Regions from separate parts of the Mus musculus genome. Here region 2 is linked to region 1. The links are chromatin contacts, called in public Hi-C maps. All regions are on one chromosome and are shown on one strand. Each heading gives the region's core, a stretch centred on a gene start, on an enhancer-like site or on the middle of the called end of the contact. The rest is flanking DNA. Distances are from core to core; before and after follow the strand shown.

Region 1 (5,587 bases), core at 2,131-4,630:
CCACGTGCTGCCCCACCCACAATGGGCTGGGTCCTCTCCCATCAATCAGCAACTAAGAAAATGTCCTACAGCTGAATTTTATGGAAGTGCTTTCTCAATTGAGTTTCTCTTTTTTAGATGATTCTAGTTTGTGTCAAGCTGACCTAAAACTAGCCAGGACAAGGGCCTGATCCCTTCAGAAGTCCACAGTTTCTCTCAGAACTTCTTCAGCATCAAAATGGCACAAGGTGGCACATCACAGCCAGTGTGATGCTCTCAATCTCAGAATATAAAGCCCCAAAAACCTAGAGGACAAGACATGGGCAGGCTGCTCCTTTCCATTTGTTCGAGTTTGCTATTCTGTGGCTGTGACAAGCTCCATGACCAAAGGTCGTGGACCAAAGTCCACGATTGAGGAAGCCAAGCTGGAAACTCAAGGCAGGAACTGAGAGGCAGGGGAAGCACTGTTTGCTGGCCCACTCTCCCTCTGCCTAGCTTCCTTTTCTCTGTACCACAGGACCACCTTCCCAGGGTCCGTGTCATTCATAGTGATCTGGGCCCTTCTACATCAATCAATAAAATGCCCCCACAGACTTGCCTTATAGACCATCTGATGGAGTCAGTTCCTCAACTGAGAGCCTTGCAGGGCGTGTGACGGCAGTAAGCAAAGTCAGTCATTGCAGTGGGTGGGGACGAGAAAGACGATGACTTGATGACTTTAATGATCTGGATCTAATGTACTTTAGGTCATATTTCACATTCTTTCACAGAGTTGATGATTTTCAGCTCCTCCCCTCACGATGATTTTATATTAAGTTATTTAAAGTCTGCACCAAACGATGTTTTCTACAAGATGCCGTAGGGCAGTATTTAAAGGCTTCAAGTAACAGACTGGTTAAAATAAGCATTAACCATCCTTTTTGTTTATGTATGAGAAGTCCACTCTGTACTGCAGATGACTCAGAAAGAGGCAGGCCTTGGCTGGATTCCCTATCTGTAGGACGCTTTCTGCCTCCCAATCCGGGATGCATGTGAGTTTGGAAACCAGTGGATTCACTAGGAGTTTTTAAGCCCATGTAATGTGCTCACCTCACCAACATTCATGAGGCGTGAGGAGAAAAGGCTCCAGGAGGGGGTGAAGGGCTGGATTCTGCTTGAAGACAAAAGGGAATACCCAAGGAGAGAGGGGAGGGAAGGTTTCAAGATCATAGGCAGAGTCAGAACCTAGCCAGGCATAGGGCAAGTCACCGTTGGCTGTCACGTCAGCCTCCTTCTGGGTGACTGAAGACTGCAGATGGGAAATGGAAACCGTCCAGGTTATCAGGTGAGTGAGATCTATGTACAGGCAAGACTTTGACCTCACTGCCTAACTCCAAATATGATGATATTTCAGCCATTTTCCCTCAATACTGAGGGTTACAAGAGCTTGGGCTAATGTAATTTATGTTTCAACTAAACACTGAGACTGTAACTGGACAAACATCACACACACACACACACACACACACACACACACACACGCACACACACATTTGTATATACACATATTTATTTGAACTGATTAGTAAATTAAGTATGATTTAAAAGTATATTTAATTTTATTTTCCTTTGACATCCCCCCTTACCCTCCCCCCCCCCAGAGTAGCTGCTGGGGGTAGACCCCCAACATAACGAAAAACATTCCTCAATGTTCTGTGCACACTGCCTTTTATGGGCATGCTCAGGTTTCCAAGGCAAGGTGGCTTTGAATCAGTTGCAGGCCTCCTTTCATGTAGAAAACTGCTTAAAGATGTGATATTAGGGCCCAGGGAGACTGCAGAGAGAAGGGACAGTCATTTGCCAGTACTGTCCACTGGGTGGCACTGTTGCTCCACAGAGTGTCTCCATGGCGGGTCCCCAAGGACCAGGGCCAGGACCTACACAAAGGTAGGGAAGGTGTGTATGGTGAAGGGTTTATTAATGACTTTGCCTCCTCTGCGCAGCACTTTTGCGCATCTCCCCGGCCTCAGATCGTTCCTGGGCTCTCTCTGGACTGAGTGCCTGATTTGTTGTGGCCCAAACTGCTTTAGACAACAGCCAAGAAGGGCAGAGACTTCACGTGTGCACAGGCTGCAGTCCCGACGTCACTTAGAAGATTAAAAATAAATTGAAGCACATGTCACTTCAAAGGGGGCACAAAAAGGACATCGGCATGATTGGGCGCAGTAATGAGAAAGAGCTGTAGGTCCTTAGTTTGAACTGTACAGAAAAAAGGATTTTGAGGCTTATTCCCCACCCCTGTACTCCTTACATGAGAGTTAATATATTTTGATATTTAAGGCGCATTCGACACCATATGTGTGTGTGTGTGTGTGTGTGTGTGTGTGTGTGTATCTCCAATCTCTCTGTTTGGATTTGGACTCTGCCCTCGATCAGGGAGCCACATCAAGGAGCCAGGGAGACAAGAGTGTTCATCGGGGAAAGCCTGGGCCACACTGATGTACAAGCACAGAGCCCCTTGTCTGCAGAACCAACCCTACCGGTCCAGAAGGCTTTGTTGCCTACCTATCTATAATATCCATCCGGCTTGGTCTTTTGTCTCTAGGACCAGTCCCTGCAGCCTGGCCCCTCTCAGCCTGAGGTCCACGTTCACACATCAGGCATGTCTTGACTAATGGCGGCTGAGGCCCAATGACTCTCGTTTTTCATGAGTTGTCAGGAGTCTGAACACAGGGAGAGGGGGAGGGAGGGAGGGAAAAGAGGGAGGAGAAGGGGGAGGCGAGAGAAAAGGAAGGGGAGGTAGGAACGGGGAGACATAAAAAAGAGAGGAGGGAGGAGAGGAGGGGAGGGGAGGGAGGAGGGGAGGAGAGAGAGAGAAAAACAGGAGGGAGAGGAAGGAAGGAGAGGAGAAAGGGTTAGAGGTGAGATGAAACCTGAGTGGGGGTGGGGAGAGTGATAGAGGAGAGAGAGGAGGGGGAGGAGAGAGTGAGAAGGAGAGAAGAGAGAACACAGAGAGGGAGGTGGTGAGGAGAGAGAGACTGAGAGAGAGAGGTACTCAGAGGGAGAGGAGCATGGGCAGATGTCCTCATGAAAAATTTACAAGGAATAATCAGAGGTCCGTTCATTCCCTTTGGCGGGGAGGCCCCTAGGCTGTTTGCCCGGGCCACTGGGAGAAGGTGGGAAGAGCCCCCTCATTCTGCAGCAATCTGGCTCCGGTAGGGAAATGCCCCCATGCTTGGTGCACTTGGCCAATCCTCCCGAGACTGGCTTGTAAATGCAGTTCAGGCAAAATTGATGAAGTGTCAGTCATCTGAGGCTGGCAGTTTAGAGAGGTCACAGCTGCAAGGGGCTGCAGGGTCTCACAGAGATGGGACTGAGAAGAGTTAAAGGGAGAGCACACCCAGCAAGCAGGAAGCATTTATCTTCTCCTGACGGGCATTCTTCAAACATTTCTGTGCAGCTCTGACCTCCACCAGCTCTGGCCAGCCAGTGTGAGACTTCTGACTCCAGTTGTGCACTCTTACATTTTCCCTCGAAGGAGTCCAGACCCATCTCCTCACAGCCCCGGGACCCTCTGCTTAGGAAGGAAAGGGGGGACACTGCTGCTCCTAATTGAAACAAGCAGGCAGATCCTGATCAGTAATGGGGATTTCCCACTTTAATTGGCTCAGTGAGTCATGTCTCCTCATTCCCACACTTCCTGAGGCAGGATGGTTTCTCTAGGTGAGCAGCATCAAGTCTGCAGGGGATGGGCCGGGAGAGCTACATAGTAGATGGACATACATCTGGACTTAGTAGCTGTTCTCTGGAAGTCACAAGAACAGATGCAAATTTGGGCTTATCTTAGGATATCTTCTGGGTGGGATCTGAGGCCACTGGACAGATGGCTAAATTGGCTCTATCTATATGCCTTTTTAATTTGTGTGGCTTTAAAATCAGAATCACAAGTAATTTGGTTGTGTGGGACACCAAACAACTAGAGCTTTGCTGGTTGTTTGTCCCGTGTTTGGATCCTGGCTTCCCTAAGCCTCCATGAGGACTCCTAGCCCTGTTGCCATCTGCTCATGAGAAAATGGGATGAGAAGGGCTAGGGACTCTCTGAGGTGAAGGGTGGGGGTGGGGAACAGCTGGCCTCCTAACCCTGTCCTTCACACCCCTCCCCCTCCTCTTTTAATGGCAGTGAAAGTAGAACAGGGTTTGCTTGCCTGTCATGTCCAAAGACCTGACTTCTGTCCCGGTGTGGGAAAAGAAGGATCTAAACAAGCAGGCATGGGAGCAGGAGGCCTAATTTACTCAGCCGTGCACACTTATCCCTATGTCCTTTGCCATTATGAGCAAGGCTGTCGCTGTGTTCTTTCTAAAAGAAAAGGAGATGAAGGCTTGGAAGACAGATTTGTAGCCCATCCTTCTGTCTCAGGGGGCGGAGCCTTCTGCCTCGGGAGGTGGAGACTTCTGTCTCAGGGGGCAGAGCCTTCTGTCTCAGGGGGCGGAGCCTTCTGTCTCAGGAAGCGAAGCCTTTTTCTGGAGTTGGGGTGGAAACAGTTCACTGCAGAAATGTCTGATTTTTAGAGCAAAAAACCCAAAATTGAATGAATGAAATTGTCGCCAGGTTGAAACTGCTATAGGTTGTCAGTAGGAAAAAGGTGTGTCTATCTCCAGGAAAAGGGGTGGGGTGAGGAAAGCCAGGGTCTTTTAACCACAATTTCATGAAGTGTGTAACCACACAAGGATCATTCTAGAAAGGTATGCTTTCTCTGGAGTAGGAAGTCTTAAGACTCCTCAGAGCTGTCAGTGAGAGGTGCACTAACACATAGTACCAACAAGTCACACATATACACACACCACTCATTCAAGAACATGCTCATATGCCATTCCACACATCACAACATACATCACACACAGATCTGCCTACCACCACATATCCACCCTTTCCTATATGGAGGTACACAACCTGCCAAATGTATACCAGTTCCCCACAACATACATGTACGTCATGCCTTATAGCACATCCACACTCACCCACAACACGTGCATTCAGAATGCCAACAAGACACATACATATACACCATATCTCCCACAAAAAAGCATGCACAAAGCATATCTATACTATTAACAATCCACTCATGTCATTTTCATAAATTATCTTTTATAAGTTAAAGACATGTTTTGAGATTGTACTGGCTAGTTTTGTGTCAACTTGACACAGCTGGGGTTATCACAGAGAAAGGAGCTTCAGTTGAGGAAATGCCTCCATGAGATCCAACTGTAAGGCATTTTCTCAATTAGTGATCAAGGGGGAAAGGCCCCTTGTGGGTGGGACCATCTCTGGGCTGATAGTCTTGGGTTCTATAAGAGAGCAGGCTGAGCAAGCCAGGGAAATCAAGCCAGTAAAGAACATCCCTCCATGGCCTCTGCATCAGCTCCTGCTCCCTGACCTGCTTGAGTTCCAGTCCTAACTTCCTTTGGTGATGAACAGCAATGTGGAAATGTAAGCTGAATAAACCCTTTCCTCCCCAACTTGCTTCTTGGTCATGATGTTTGTGCAGGAATAGAAACCCTGACTAAGACAGAGATGTTAGTGCTTAATTCCCAAGGGAGGTTGAGAGTGAGCAGATTCTCTGGCCATGAA
Region 2 (5,587 bases), core at 1,365-3,864, 200 kb after region 1:
TTTGGGGCATAGATGTTCAGGGTTGAGATGTCATCTTCATGAATTCTTCTCTTGATGAAGCGTCCGTTTCCATTTATTTTTATTACTTTTGATTGAAAGTCTATTTTATCAGTTGGTAGAAAGGCTCTACCAGCTTGTTTCTTCAGCCCATTTGCTTGGAAAGCCTTTTTTCCTGTCTTCTACCCTGAGGTAATGCCTATCTTTGTTGCTGAAGTGTGTTACTTGTTTGTGGATGAACAATAGATCCAGTTCAAACATCCATTCTGTTAGCCTGTGTCTTTTTATTGGGGAATTAGTCAATTTATATTGAGAGATATTAATGAACAATGATTGTTAATTTCTTATAGTTTGGTGGTGATGGTAGTGGTGTGTGTGTGTGTGTGTCTTCTTTTGGTTTTGTTAGTGTGATTATTTATTTCTTGTGGTTACTTGGATGTAGTTACCATCCTTTTGTTGAAGTTTTCCTTCTAGTATTCTTTGTAGGGCTGGAGAGGGAAAGTTATTATTTACATTTGGTTTTGACATAAAATAATATTGTTTTCTCCATCTAATAGTGAATTAAGATTTTGCTGGGTATAGTAGTCTGGGCTGACATCTATGATTTCTTAGGGTCTGCCAGACACCTGCCCAGGCCCTTCTGGCTTTTAGAATCTCTGTTGAGAAATCAAATATAATTATGATAGTTCTGCCTTTATATGGTGCTTGCCCTCTATCCCTGCAGCTTTTAATAGTCTTTCTTTGTTCTGTACATTTAGCACTTTATTATGTGGCAGGAGGATTTTCTTTTTTGGTCCAATCTATTTGGTATTCTGGAAGTTTCATGTACATTTATAGGCATCTCTTTCTTTAGGTTTGGAAAATTTTCTTCTATGATTTTGTTGAAAATGTTTTCTGGTCCTTGGATCTGAGACTCATCTTCTTCTATTCTTATTATTCTTAGGTTAGGTATTTTCATAGTATCCCAGATTTCCTGGATGTTTTGTGTCAGGCATTTTTTAGATTTAACATTTTCTTTGCCTGATGTATCAATTTCTTCTATCATATCTTCTATGACTGATATTCTCCCTTCCTACCCTGTATTCTGTTGGTGATGCTTGCATCTGTTGTTCCTGTTCTCTGTCATAGGTTTTTCATCTCCAGGATTTCCTTAGATTGTCTTTTCTTTATTGTTTCTATTTCCATTTTCAGGTCTTGAACATTTTTATTCATATCCTTCACCTATTTGGTTGTACTTTCCTATATTTCCTTACATTTCTTTCTTTCCTCTTTGAAGACCACTAGCTGCTTGATTGTATTTTTCTATATTTCTTTAAAGGATTTACTAGTGTCTCTTTAAAAGCTTCTGTCATCTTCAGAAGATTAAATTTTAGGTCATTTTCTTTTGCTTCAGGTGTGTTAGGATATCCAGGGCTTGCTGTATTAGAATGGGTTCTAGTGCTCCAATATTGCCGTGGCTTTTATTGATTGTGTCCTTATACTGGCCTTTAGCTCTGTGGCTGTCCTTGGTGTTGGCAGGCCTGGTGGTCCCTGGCTGCAAGAGGTATCTGGGGATGCAGGCAGACCTTATAGTCCCTGATGGCAGGATTGCATGTAGAACTGACTGTCTTGGCTGGCAGCAGGCTTCCAGGGCTGCAGGCAGAACTAGTAGTCCCTAATGGCCTCAGGCTTCTTGTTGTCCCAGGTGGCAGCAGGCCTTCAGGGCTACCAGACAAGCTGTGGCCTAGGGAATGAGTTGCAGAAGGGTCAGGGCAGAGCTCTGTAAATGTTTGTTTGTAGATACTCTTTATATATTCTTGATACAAGTTTTTAATGTGTAGAACAGATACATAGTTTTCAGTCATTCAAATAGCATGTTGTTGACAAAACAACTCATAGCATGTAGCTAAGCATATAAAATACTTCATTTAGGAAACTAACATTTCTGGGACAAATTAACTATATGCCTAAAGTATAGGTCTCTTTATATTCTTAGCTACTTTTTTTTTAATCAGGCTCAAGGCCATCTGTTAGTGGAGGACCAGATCACTATTTAGATAATCAGACCAGAATCATTGAGTGCTCTGGCAAGCATCCTGCCTGTAGCAGCAGTCAGAACACCTGAACAAAGGTTATAAGAGGATTGAATGGGTTGCACTGAACCACAAGGGGGAGGTGTCTGACTTTAACTGAGACAGATGAAATTTACTCTGCTGACCCCCGAGTGAATGAGAAATTAAAGGCACAGCACACCCACCTGACTACTGGTCCTGGTGAACATTTAATTTTTTTTCCTTCACCAGAGTCTGAGGCACTAATTCAATGAAATAATTTAACATACCAAGATGATTGAAAGACAGGTTTTGAAATGTAAGCCATGTCATCTGCTGCCTTTATCTTGACACCTGCCAATCCAAAGGACACCCAAGGTGGACAGGACAGAGCATGCTAGTGGAAATATCCACTTAATGCCTTTTAAACTGTTGTTTAATTTTTCTCCTGACACCTGGAGAAATGCAAAGAACATGTCTTATGGAGTCTAAAGTGCAGAATTATTAATCAGTGCTTGCACCCAGCAGACACTGGGCTCCTCTGGTGGTTCGAGGTCTCAGAATTGCAGCAATGAAAAATGGTGCTGATGGGGGAGGGCATGTGACTCTTGTCTGTTTGAGTTTATCACAGCCTTCTGTTTACTCTTCATTACCTCAGAGCAAAGGCAAAATTGCTTTGAAGGGTGAGGCAGTTGTTCCATCGTCCGCTGTTCTCTTAATTGCCAATCCCATTAATCAGAATCGGGGATCAGGCTTGGCTACGTGCTCACTGGGGATAGAGCAGGTTTGGGTCCACAGAGTTTAGTGTGCTAATGACAACTGCCTCTTGTCATATGTTAGTCAAGAGTGACTCCCCCTAATCTGTAAACCATGTGACAACCTGAGCATATGGTGGCAGCTGAGAAGACAGAATGCTGTGTCCCACGGACAGGGGCTAGGGACTTGGGCTGGAGTTTCACAGGAACAGAGGGCAAGAACACAGGAGGGTAGGAGCCTGAGAGAGCTGATCAAGGCAGGCTCTCACATTCTGGTCACAAATAACAAGGTACACATGTCCCTTCAGAGACGCTCTTGAATCAAGTGGCCACACAAGCCCTGTGTCCTTTTTGTCTCATGTTACATACTGTTAAGAGTCCCACACCAGGTTTTGAAGAAAGGTGTATAATAAATAATTAAAGGTTAAAATGGCTTTCTGATTCGGCCAATGCTCTCCTGGGGGGGTGAAGGGGGGCTGTGATGTAAGCCAATGATCAGTTCCAGAATGTTCTTGGCTGGGACTGCAATATAACTTCCTTTTCCTAACTACCTAAAGCTTTGGAGCTTGGGTATCGTCACTGTGGATAAGTCTCTCTGGGAGACTCCATGGTTTGGGGAGGATCATTTATTATACTAAGGCAGAAAGCAAATAGAGGACAGGGCATAGGCCTTTTGGTATTCCATGCTTCCCTCGATATTTTTGACACCCCACTTCTGAAGCAAAGACCTGCTTCATGCTACCTTTTAAGATAAAACCACAGCAAGTAACTGTGTGCTGGTAAGTGTGGGGTTGGAGAGCCCTGAATCCCATGGGTTCCTATAGATGCAGGGAAGTGTTTAAGTGGTACAGACACTGTGGAGGCCCTGACAGGGTGCTGATGCTTTGTTTGTGTTGGATGACCTGGAGAGCTGGCTGCTGGTCTTTGAGTAATCGCTCCTGTCAACTTGTTAAACAGGAAAAAACAAATGCACTAGAGAAGAACCATGACCCTTTCAGGTAAGGCCTCTATGGGGGCCACATTCCCCTGGTGGCCTTGGGGTAAAGAGGTGATAAGGATTGCCCTCACCTGGGGCATGAGAAACCCTTTCTTAGGCAGAACAGGGATAGAGGGATTGAACTAATGACCCAAGAGCCTAGTACAAGCCTTGCTTTAGTCTCCAAGTACTCATATTTCTGTCCACCCATGTTTCTACCCCCACAAAACAATTTCTTCCCCATGTGACTAGTGCAGTCCTTTGAGCCATAAAAGTCTCCAAAGGTTGGAGGTATGGGAAACTGCTGAGGAGCTGGGAGCAAGGCTTGGTCAGATAATGAACTTCTCAGAACTCAGGGAGCTCGCTGGCACATTTTGGGACCTCACAGCCTAACTGAAACTTGTCTTTGCAATTGTCTTTGCGTTCTCTTCGAGTTTTTTGTTTCCTTTCTTCATTTTGCTTGTTTCACTGCCTTGCAAATTTTTCTTTTATCACATATTCGTTCTTTTCATCTTTCCTTCCCAAGTTCAAGTCTCTTTGTACTCTTTGTAGCTATAGGTTGTTCTATATGTTTTCTGGTCACAGTGGGTCTGGAGGCCTGGTTTCTTTTTTTGACACTTCTGGGAGACTAGAAGAAAAGTTCTTTAAGGAAATTCCTTGCTCATTTTAATTCAGAAAGAACCTCCTTTACATTTTATGTTATCCTCAGAGTGACCGGAAGTAAGATGGGGGGGGGTTGTTTTTTTTTGTTTTTTGGTTTTTTTGTTTTGTTTTTTTAAGGTTTTCGAGAATATTTCAGTTCCCTAGACCTGAAGGCTGTTTGCTCTGACAGTTGACTTTCACATGTGAAGAAGGCAGCTCTGGGGGCTTAAACAAGCGGGGAGTCACCACTGGGTCCTGTTTTTGGTGCGCTTACCCTTATAACCTCACACAGCAAGACACTCACAGGCACAGCCAAGGACAGCTTCTCCATCGGTTTCACCTCAAATGGGAAGCCTGAATCTAGTCATGTGACTTATTCTCCTCACCTTACTCTCCTCTGACTCCAAGACAACACTCCCAACCCAACCCAGGCCAGAGGAGTTCAAGCTGGTGGAGAGAGGCAAAGGCAAGGCACTAGATGGAACAGGGCATTTCTGGGAGTTTGAAGAATACACACTATTTAAAAGCTCTCCCCTCTTTTGCTGTAGTTACTTTAAACTAAAATGTCACTCTTAAAAACTTGTTTCAATTATCAATCTGTCATCAAGTCCAAACTGCTGGTCCCAGATGCCTTTTCAGACAAAACAAAGATGAACAAATATTCTCAGGGCTGAGGTGGGGCTTAAGGGGTAAAAAAAATCAAAAGCAAAGAAGGATATGGTCTCAAAACAGAGTCCTAAAGACACAGTTCTGAAGGAAATTCATAGATTCTGCTAAAAAGTCTCATGCTTGTGCTTTTGGGGATTTTTAAGGATTCTCAATGGCTTTGTCTATCATATTTATGCCCTAGAGAAGAGAAACTGATGAGGGGGAGATATTACAAACAACATATATCTGGCTCTTAGAACCAAGAAAACAAGATAGAAAGGGGCTGTCCTATAGCAAAATCCTTAATTTAGTCCTGTAAAATACCCCCATTAATTAGCACTGCATTAAAAATGTCATAAGGTCAGATTGGAACAAACTGGAATCCTGTCTTCTGCCAGTAAGACAAGAGGTTTGTTTTGAGAATGAGAATCTGTACAGTAACGGAATCATTCACCCAGCTATGCCCTGTCTTTATTTTCCCTTAATTTCTAATCTCTCAGTCTGCAAAGAATAGATACTTGTGATAAACAAACAAAGAA

The links. A called contact is a pair of places that touch in the nucleus more often than the background predicts.
Region 2: a Hi-C map of cerebellum shows a contact between it and region 1, with 4 times the contacts expected there. The contact joins two enhancer-like sites. A contact is called at or near these places in 10 of 484 Hi-C or Micro-C datasets (the N1E-115 cell line, cerebellar granule neurons, cerebellum and 6 more) and 5 of 115 datasets of contacts at active chromatin or transcription factors (differentiating embryonic stem cells, embryonic basal ganglia, embryonic forebrain and 2 more).

Annotation. Positions count from the first base shown.
Region 1 is chr12:26,531,306-26,536,892 of GRCm38.p6, forward strand. No RefSeq gene overlaps it. Among named protein-coding and RNA genes, the nearest start is that of Cmpk2, 65 kb to the left of the region's middle. Within about 2 kb of position 3,381, at least 44 of the 459 cell types and tissues checked have an H3K27ac peak or open chromatin away from gene starts, as enhancers often do. A contact at or near this core is called in cerebellum and stem cell-derived motor neurons, where this site is marked.
Region 2 is chr12:26,731,822-26,737,408 of GRCm38.p6, forward strand. No RefSeq gene overlaps it. Among named protein-coding and RNA genes, the nearest start is that of 4933409F18Rik, 100 kb to the right of the region's middle. Within about 2 kb of position 2,615, at least 8 of the 459 cell types and tissues checked have an H3K27ac peak or open chromatin away from gene starts, as enhancers often do. A contact at or near this core is called in cerebellum and stem cell-derived motor neurons, where this site is marked.